Linked DNA regions of Sus scrofa: regions 2 and 3 are each linked to region 1. The links are chromatin contacts, called in public Hi-C and HiChIP or PLAC-seq maps. All regions are on one chromosome and are shown on one strand. Each heading gives the region's core, a stretch centred on a gene start, on an enhancer-like site or on the middle of the called end of the contact. The rest is flanking DNA. Distances are from core to core; before and after follow the strand shown.

Region 1 (2,700 bases), core at 40-2,539:
CTACTGTTTCGGGGTAACGGTGGGTGGAGGACTCGTTTCAAAGTAGCCCCAACAGTGTAACCAAAACACGGTTCCGGAATAAAATATTAAGAACACTTTTCCTTTCCCACCTAGCTACCGACTTCGGGATGCAAAAAGCCATCCACACAGCATCTCACGTCTACAGTGCTCCTACCCTGAGTTTGGGGTTGGGATGTGTCCCTGGGAGGATGGGAGAAGGAGTGTGAGCGGGCGATGGGACACAAACGACTTGCTCCCCACGGCCACCCCGCGCCGCGGCGCCAGCCCAGAGGTCCAGGACCCGCACCTCGCGCACGCTTCTCCGCCCAGGCCCAGCTAAAAGCTCCGACTCCGTCTCCCGAACTTCCTCTCTAGAGACATTTATTCAAGGCTAACACATCACCCAAGTACACGTCACCCAGTTTCAAATACAGTTCTGCACCCCAAACAAACCCACACCTCAAATTCCCCTCACAGTTTCCCAAACTCCAAACAAGAGACCCCACCTCCAGGATTCAAACCTTCCGCCCACCAAGGAGGTAACCAGGAGGAAAGAGTTAGGGAGCAGCCGACGCCTTTCCATTTTCGCCCCCCACAAACTGCCCCACCCCAGACCCTGCGTCCGGGTCACCCCCCTCGGAAGCCCCACGCTTCCTCCCTCCTCTCAGTCGGGCCGCCTAAGAGACCCACCCCCGGCCCACTCACTTTCTCTCCCAAACCCCTCCAAAAAGAAAAAAGAAAAAAAGTGAAGAGAAAGAAGTGAAGAAAGAGACTTGAGGGAGCCCGCCTTCCAAATCGCTCGACTCACCTCAGAATCCTTGCTGAGTTCTCTCCGCCCGGCACAGCCCCCTCCCCAACGTCCCAGTACGAAGGGCTGAGGTAGGGAGGAGGGGAAAGCGGGAGGGGGAGGGGTGTCTTCCGCGTGGGGCGCCCGTCGGGAGGGGACTGGGGAGGGGTTGAGGCCGGCGCAGGAAGAGGAGAAGGGGGAGGGGAGGCCCCTATCTCCCAGTCTCCCCCTGAAAACCTCCCTTGTCTCAATCACATCAGACTGACTGTCTTTGTCTGGCTGACAACCGCCATATTGATATCAACAGCCCCGCTCCCACCTGCTGCCGCCGGGCGGCCCTGGGAGTTGTAGTTTCTTACTCCCTCGAGTAAAAGCGCGGGACTCGGCGCCCGGAGGCCCTGGGGGACTACAGCTCCCGGCAAGACCTGCGCCATTCGCCTTCCCACAGGGAGGAGGGGAAAGGGGCGCCAGAGTCGTAGGGACTACACATCCCAGAATACCGTGGGCTCTGGGCCCAGACAGGGGACATGATATCATGCTGGGATGGAGAGGGAGAATGATTTGGCGGCGGGGAAGAATTTGAGCCGAAGGAAGGAGGAAAGAGAGAAAAAGGAAAGATGACCACAGTTCCCATGATGCAAGAAGACAGGACTACATTTCCCATGATGCATCCGGAAGGGGGCGTAGGGAAGAAAGACTGCATGTCCCGCGATGCTCGAGGCTGGCGGGTGGCGGAGATTGAACCGGAAGAGGCTTTCTGGTTCTGAGGAGTCCAGTGACTGATATTGAACAACCTAAAGTCCAATATGAAATTGGTGAGTCTCTGCTCCTAGGTCAGAGGGCAAAGGTGATGCCATATCCTTTTGGACTTCGTCGTTTCCAACTTGTGGTGGGAACCGTCGCGGAAGAGGGGTGGCAGTTAGAGACTTAGAAAGTGGGGTGAACCAAGGAAAGCTGCTCCTTGTGGTTGAGTTTGAATCCCACCTCCCACCCCCGACCCCCAGATCTTATTTATCCCTTGGCGGCTCCTGTGGTTAGATAAGAGATTGACTCTGTCACCTTACTTCACACACGAACTGAGGTTGGGCTTTATGAACTAGGTTTGACTGATTTCACAGCTGCCATGTGAGTTTTATAATTGGTTAACTTCTTTCCACGCGATTGGCGTTTGATTAGCGTTTCTTACAGTTTTTGAAAAGGCTTTGGTTACATATGAGCAGAGTTTAGAAAATATTGGGCAGAGTAATCACTTAAGTTTTCTGTTATAGACTCCTAACTGTCTTTGATATTCAGAGAAGGACGAGATCATGGTATGGTATGATCGTGGAAGATTTAAGTTTTAAACCCTGTATAATATGGTTTAAGTGTCAAGGCATTCAGTCTAGGGCTGTAGGGACTGTATGAGCCAAGATTAGATGGAGCCTGCCAGGATACCTGGAAAATTCTCTGCATCACAAAACTCAAAACACTTGGCTTGTAGGGAGGCTGCTCAGGCCTTTATTTTGAGCCACGTTACTCTGTGTGCACACAGATTTAGCTACTTTAACTAGTTTATTCCAACTGTATGGTATTAGTAGAAAAGCAGGTGTGAGATGCTGTTTCTCAACCTCTTAAAATTCGCATTCCTGCAGCCAAGTGTTGTAAATCTTTACTTTCCTGTAATTTTAGTAGAAAAATAAAATGTGCATTTTCTTAATTGTTTGAGCATGCTTTTCCAAAGTGTGCAGCCCAGGCTGGTGCCTGCACACACACGCTAAGGGCCTGTGCTCTTCAGAGTTTCAGCTGTTTTCTGAGGAGTCAGAGAAATAGAAGTAGATTCAACACTAAAGCTGTTTAGGTAAGGAGAAGGACACAGATCAGTAAACCTTGAGGATATCAATTTGCTTCTGGGTCAGTTTTCAAGACATGTAAAA
Region 2 (2,700 bases), core at 98-2,597, 410 kb before region 1:
TTTAACCTTTTATTCTACTTTTTATTTTTACTTTTTTAAATGAACTTTTATTGACATACTAGTTTCAGGTGTACAACATAATGATACAATGTTTTACCCTGAGTTGTGGGAAAATATGTAACATAAGCACAATCACAAAGTGTTTGCTTTTTTGTGTCTGGCTCATTTCACTTGGGGTAATGTCTTCCAGGTTCATCCATGTCCTGGTATGTGTCAAAATTACATTCCTCTTAAAGGTATTTTTAACCTTTATGACAACTCTGCTTGTATTGAAGCTCTTTCAACAACAGCACAGTTCGTAAAAGGCCAGTCTTGCAAGCTTTCTATATTTACTCATCTATAAAATGGTTCTGAATTCTGTTCCATCATTAAATATATCCAAGCTCACCTGCCTCTTATAAAGGTGACCATTGCTACTCAGTTCCTATCAGCATTTCCAATATGTAATGTAGGCCCAACATTGCATGTAAAAATCTCCTGATTTTCATGTGCTGGCCAATACCATTATGCCAAATAGAACATATTTGCAGGCAAGAGTTAACATCTCTGCTAGGGCCTAACAACAAGCACATTTTAGTGTGGCTTCATTGATTCATTCATGTAATAAATATTTATTGGGTCTCTACTGCAGGCTAGGCTACACATATAAGATACGGTTTTAAAAACACAAGATAGGAGAGACATAGTTTGCTTTTAACAGCAAAAAGAATGACTAACATTTATTGAGCACTTATGTGCCAGGGAGTTTTTAAAGAGCTTTACCTATACTAACTCATTAAACCTTACAACAATCCTCTAAAGCTAGCACTCTTTTTTGCTGTCATTGTTGCTTTTTTAGGGCTGCACCCACGCATAGGGAAGTTCCCAGGCTAGGGGTCAAATGGAAGCCACAGCTGTTGGCCACAGCCACGGGGAATGCGAGCTGCATCTGCAACTTACACCACAGCTGTAGGCAATGCCGGATCCTTAACCTACTGAGCAAGGCCAGGGATGGAACCCAAGTCCTCATGGATACTAGTCAGGTTCCTTAACTGATGAGCCATCAAGGAAACTCTAGGTTGGCACTCTTATTGTCTTCATTTTACATATGAAAAGGCAAGCGGAGTGGTCAAATCTATTGCCTTGGCACACAGTTGCAAAGTGCTGAGAGTGGATTTGAACCCAGATTGATGCCAGAGCCCAAGGTCTTGACTGGAAGAAAAGGGGATGGGTTGGTATAGGATAACCTGTGGATTTATGAAGACTTCCAAAAGGGGTAATTTTTAACTTGTTTTGGATGATTTCAGCAAACAAGACCAGGTGGGCAATACAAACAGTGGCAATAATTTGAGCCAGGGATCAAACACTAAAATTAGCAGGAAATGAGTCTGAAAGCCATTGCAAGGTCTCGAATGCCATCTATTCAACTATTTTCAGGTGCGGTATCAGCTCATCGACAGTTTATGTCAGCACTAACGGCGGGGGTAAGTAATCAAGGTGTAGCAGCAGACGCGCTTTTGCAGACTCCAGAGAGGGAAGCGCGCCCCGCCCACGACCCCCTTCGGAGACTACAAGTCCCGTCATGCAGCGAGGGAGCGCCGGGAGCCCCAAGGCCAACCCCGCCCCTTCCTCAGACCCCACCTCGGCCCCGCCCCTCCCGCCCGCAGCCCCCTCCCGCCCGGTCAGCCCCGAGGAGTTGCCCGGTGGCCGCGGCAGACGGAAGCCGGAGCGAGAGCCTCGGCGGCGGCAGGATGGGCGACTCCAAAGTGAAAGTGGCTGTCCGGATCCGGCCCATGAATCGAAGAGGTGAGAGCCAAGCCCGCCCGGGTCCGCCGCGGCGGAGGCGGCAGGTGCCTGGCGCTCCCTTCCCTTGGCCACGACCGCCGTGTGGGGTCCGGCCGGCCCCGCCCCTGGAGTCCGTGTTGGGAGGGAGGGCGGCTTGCGCACCCCGAAACCTCGTCCCCCACTGCGCCCGCCCCGCCTGCGCGGGACGCCCCTCCCCTCGCCCGCACAGCGTCCCGGGGCGCCGCGGGCCCCACGTCCCGGCCCGCTGCCCCTTCCGCCGGCGCGCCCGCCCCTCCCCGGCGCCCTTTCGCCCTCCGGTCTCCCTGCCCTTCCAGGAGGGCGCCCGCGTCCCGCGCCCCGGGCTCGCTTCCTCCTTCTCTCCCCGGGCCCCTGCCCTGTGCCCCACCGCGCCTGGGCTCTCGGCTCGCCAGCTGTCAGAGCGGCCCCCGCCCCTCGGGTTCTCACCCTTTGGCTTGGCAGGGACAGTTAGAGACCCCAGGCCCCGACCCTGCACTCTTGAGGTCCGCGTCAGGAAGGAGGGCGGGGAATTTGGTTTACTCCTAAGAAAGCGTTCCAGTGCAAAAATCCTTCCTCTTGGCTTTTCACACTATGTTCCTTAAACTTGGACGGTCATAAAGGCTTGTAAATACTTTGATTGAACTTTGAAGAGTTGGTCCCCTTCCTTGCCCTCTGCTTTTTTTGACTGTTGAGAAAGTTTTGCTTTTGCTTGAAGTCATACTCGTCATCTCTCAACAATAAATAGCTAAGGTGCCAAGATTCTTGTGAAATTGTATCTTTCAGACATTCTCTCAATTCTGCAGGGAGGATAGAGAAAAGCAGATAAATCGAGTACATTTGAAATACTCTTTAGACAGTCAAATGGAATGGAAAAAACACCGACACAACTCTGAAGCTGGGCCTTGACTTTAATGCCTA
Region 3 (2,891 bases), core at 262-2,761, 430 kb before region 1:
GGCAATCAGATATCTGACAGGTCTGAGACCACTTCCTAGGCATGGTTATACACTAACAAATAACTAAATCCTCAGAGGAGGTACCTCTGAATAGAAATTTTAAGAAGAGTCCAGACAATGTAAATCATCCAAAGTAGAGCTAAACTTTTTTTTTTTTCTTTTCTTTTCCTGGCCTAACCTGCAGCATGTGGAAGTTCCCAGGCTAGGAGTCGAATTGGAACTGCAGCTGCAACCTACACCACAGCCACAGCAACACTGGCTCCAAGCTGTATCTGCAACCTACACCACAGCCTGCGGCAACGTCAGATACTTAACCCACTGAGGGAGGCCGGGGAATCAAACCCTCATCCTCACAGAGACTATGTCAGGTCTTTAACCCACTGAGCCACAACTGGAACTCCCTAAACTTATCTTTAAAACTCACTTAGTCTAACCCTTTCAGTTTACAGTTCAGGAAGCTGAGGGACTGAGATATTTCCACTGCTCCCATGGCATTTGGGAAGGGCCAGGACTTGGACCTAGTTCGTTCCCCGTCCAAAGTCTTTACACTGCTTCATCCTCACTTGCCTTGCTATTTAAGGCAGGAATAATGACTTCTTGGGTCTTGCTCACTAACGTGTTTTGTATAAATGGCCTGTATGTGTTAGGAAGTAATGAATACTTGTTGCAAGAGTAGAAGACCAACAAATGGTCCTTGATGATCACAATGAAGAGAAGTTGCTCAATGTGTCTTCATACCCGTTGTCCTCACCTCCTTCCCCAGCAGCCAGAAATGGGCATGGAATTGGTAGGAACCCTGGGTAGTGGGATACCTGGCAGATTTCTGGACAGGAAACTGTGATCAGGCTACACGTAGGCAAAAGGGAAGGAGATAGAAAAGCTAAATTAGCCAGAACAGTGCAGATATTTTGTGGATTCTGGGATGTGGAATGTTGTTCAGGAAATTGAGAATTTTTAAGAGCTCAAAGGAATCCTCAGAAGAAGAAGATAGTAGTATTTGCAGAAGTCTTATCAAGCACCTTCTCTTCTCCTTGAGCCTCATTCATGAGCTGTAATGTTAACATATGTCCACTAGAGGGCAGCACTTACCCTTCCCCAAGGCAGAATTTTTACCTTGCGCTCTCTCCTGTTCGAGCCTCATTCATAGACTGTAATGTTAAGATATGTCCACTAGAGGGCAGCACTTACCCTTCCCTAAAGCAGAAGCTCTAGATTTTGGTCAAAAAACTGTTTGCCTGCCAAACTGAATTTATTAAAATCGACTTGGGTTTCCAGTTTTTATTTACGAAAACGCACAAATGATAGCTACCATACATTTTGGGTCACTCTGAGATAAGCAGTGTTATAAAATTCTATCTGCCCCACACCAAAATGGCCTCAGATAAATGTAAAACAAGTTATTAAAACGCTGAAAATTTAAAAGAGAGAATTAAGGAGGGGAGGAAAGGAGATAAAGGAAGAAAGGACAAGAGGGAGGAAGTCTGAGACCCTTGTTGACTTCCCAGTTCCCTTGGGATCCAGAAGCTCTGGTTTGGGGAAACCCCAGTCTCAGCCAGGGTCGTCCTGCCATCTGTTCGGGGTAGGGTGGTCCTTTTTTCCTTTTCAAAATCGGGCAGGCAAGCTTCCTTAGGTAGAGCTTCCTAACTTATGTTAAGGAAGTGCTAAATATGTGTTAACAGTCGGCAAAATTCAGATGATTTGAAAAGGAGTGTTAATGTTATAAAAGTTCACCGCAGAGGCACGTTGCCTGCAATAAAAATATTGTCCACCAGGTGGCGGTGTTGCCCTAGCGTCAAACTCTCCTCGGCCTCTTCGCTTCAGGAGGGTCCTGGAGTGTTAGTCTCATCAGTGGCCTCCAAATGTATTTTAATTCCAAATCCAGGAAGAGGGGGGAAAATGAGGGGAAGAATGACTTCTCCTTCCCATCCCCACAGCAACATCCCAATGGCTCTCTAACTGCCCTCCCTGATTTCCACTCTTTTGCCCTCCTTTAAAGACAAGTCTCCTGTTGTTTCTTCCAGCACCACTCCTCACAACAGGCTTAGCCATGTCCCACGGGTGTCCTCAGAACACCAATAAGAATTTATCATCACCATGGTGGGTATATCTTGACCCATCTACCCCCTCTTGAAGGACTGTGACATATATTGTGTGTCCCCAAAGAATACATAGGCATCGTCATTCATGACGTGACAGGTGGCCCAGCAAGGTGCTCCTGAAGGGAATTCTGGATTCAGATCCTAACTCTGCTCTTTTTTTCCCCCCACTTTGGGCAAGTCACTTAACCTAGCTCACCGTTGGATTCTCCATCTATAAAACAAGGTACCACAAGCCCCCTATGGGGCTGTTGGCAGGTTTGAGCAATAAATGCTAGCTACCACGGTAAATAACTCTTTGCTGAACGAAACCAGCTCTACCCAACACATCAGCATCCAATTATTCTTCCTAAGTTGTCACTTGTGTCATATCACTCCCAGATCAAACTCCTGGATCTGCTTAATTTGGACGAAGCTCCAACTCTTCTTAGCTTCCATAGTTATTGATTTATCTCTATTTTTAAAAACACATCTATTATTGTTTAAATAGTTCTTTAAACACTATTTTTGTAAAAGCATGTTTTGTAATTACCAGTTGGTCACAAGAAAATGACTCTTATCAGAATCACTCTTGTCAGGAACAGTTCTGAGAACCTGCCTTTAATTCAGTGCTTTCCAGTTCTGGCTTCATGTTAAGATCGCCTGGGGTGCTTTGTCAAGCATTCCAACACCCAACCCCAGAAATTCCCATCTAATTTGTCTGGGGTGTGGTTGGACATTGGGATTGAAAAGGTTTCCCAGGGAGACTATGGTGCAGCCAGTGGTGAGTGGCACCTCTGCTTTGTCACACCTGGT

What was found. Hi-C and Micro-C count contacts between places; a contact is called where the count stands out from the background. HiChIP or PLAC-seq counts read pairs in DNA pulled down with a chosen protein or histone mark.
Region 2: a contact with region 1 is called in a Hi-C map of mesenteric adipose tissue, with 1.8 times the contacts expected there. The contact joins the promoter of KIF13B here to the promoter of INTS9 in region 1. A contact is called at or near these places in 4 of 47 Hi-C or Micro-C datasets (embryonic fibroblasts, mesenteric adipose tissue, skeletal muscle and 1 more) and 2 of 2 datasets of contacts at active chromatin or transcription factors (alveolar macrophages and skeletal muscle).
Region 3: an H3K27ac HiChIP or PLAC-seq map of alveolar macrophages shows a contact between it and region 1. The contact joins the enhancer-like site here to the promoter of INTS9 in region 1. A contact is called at or near these places in 11 of 47 Hi-C or Micro-C datasets (embryonic fibroblasts, fetal skeletal muscle, fibroblasts and 5 more) and 2 of 2 datasets of contacts at active chromatin or transcription factors (alveolar macrophages and skeletal muscle).

What each region holds. Positions count from the first base shown.
Region 1 is chr14:12,691,029-12,693,728 of Sscrofa11.1, reverse strand. INTS9 (integrator complex subunit 9) reads left to right here and starts at 1,289. Exons shown (of 17, transcript XM_001928998.7): 1 at 1,289-1,602. The coding sequence starts at 1,594. It overlaps HMBOX1 (homeobox-containing protein 1), which reads right to left and starts at 1,122. Exons shown (of 11, transcript XM_005670463.3): 1 at 809-1,122.
Region 2 is chr14:13,099,090-13,101,789 of Sscrofa11.1, reverse strand. KIF13B (kinesin-like protein KIF13B) reads left to right here and starts at 1,347. Exons shown (of 40, transcript XM_021072406.1): 1 at 1,347-1,785. The coding sequence starts at 1,362.
Region 3 is chr14:13,120,036-13,122,926 of Sscrofa11.1, reverse strand. No RefSeq gene overlaps it. Among named protein-coding and RNA genes, the nearest start is that of KIF13B, 21 kb to the right of the region's middle. Within about 2 kb of position 1,511, at least 31 of the 83 cell types and tissues checked have an H3K27ac peak or open chromatin away from gene starts, as enhancers often do. A contact at or near this core is called in alveolar macrophages, omental adipose tissue, retroperitoneal adipose tissue and 2 more, where this site is marked.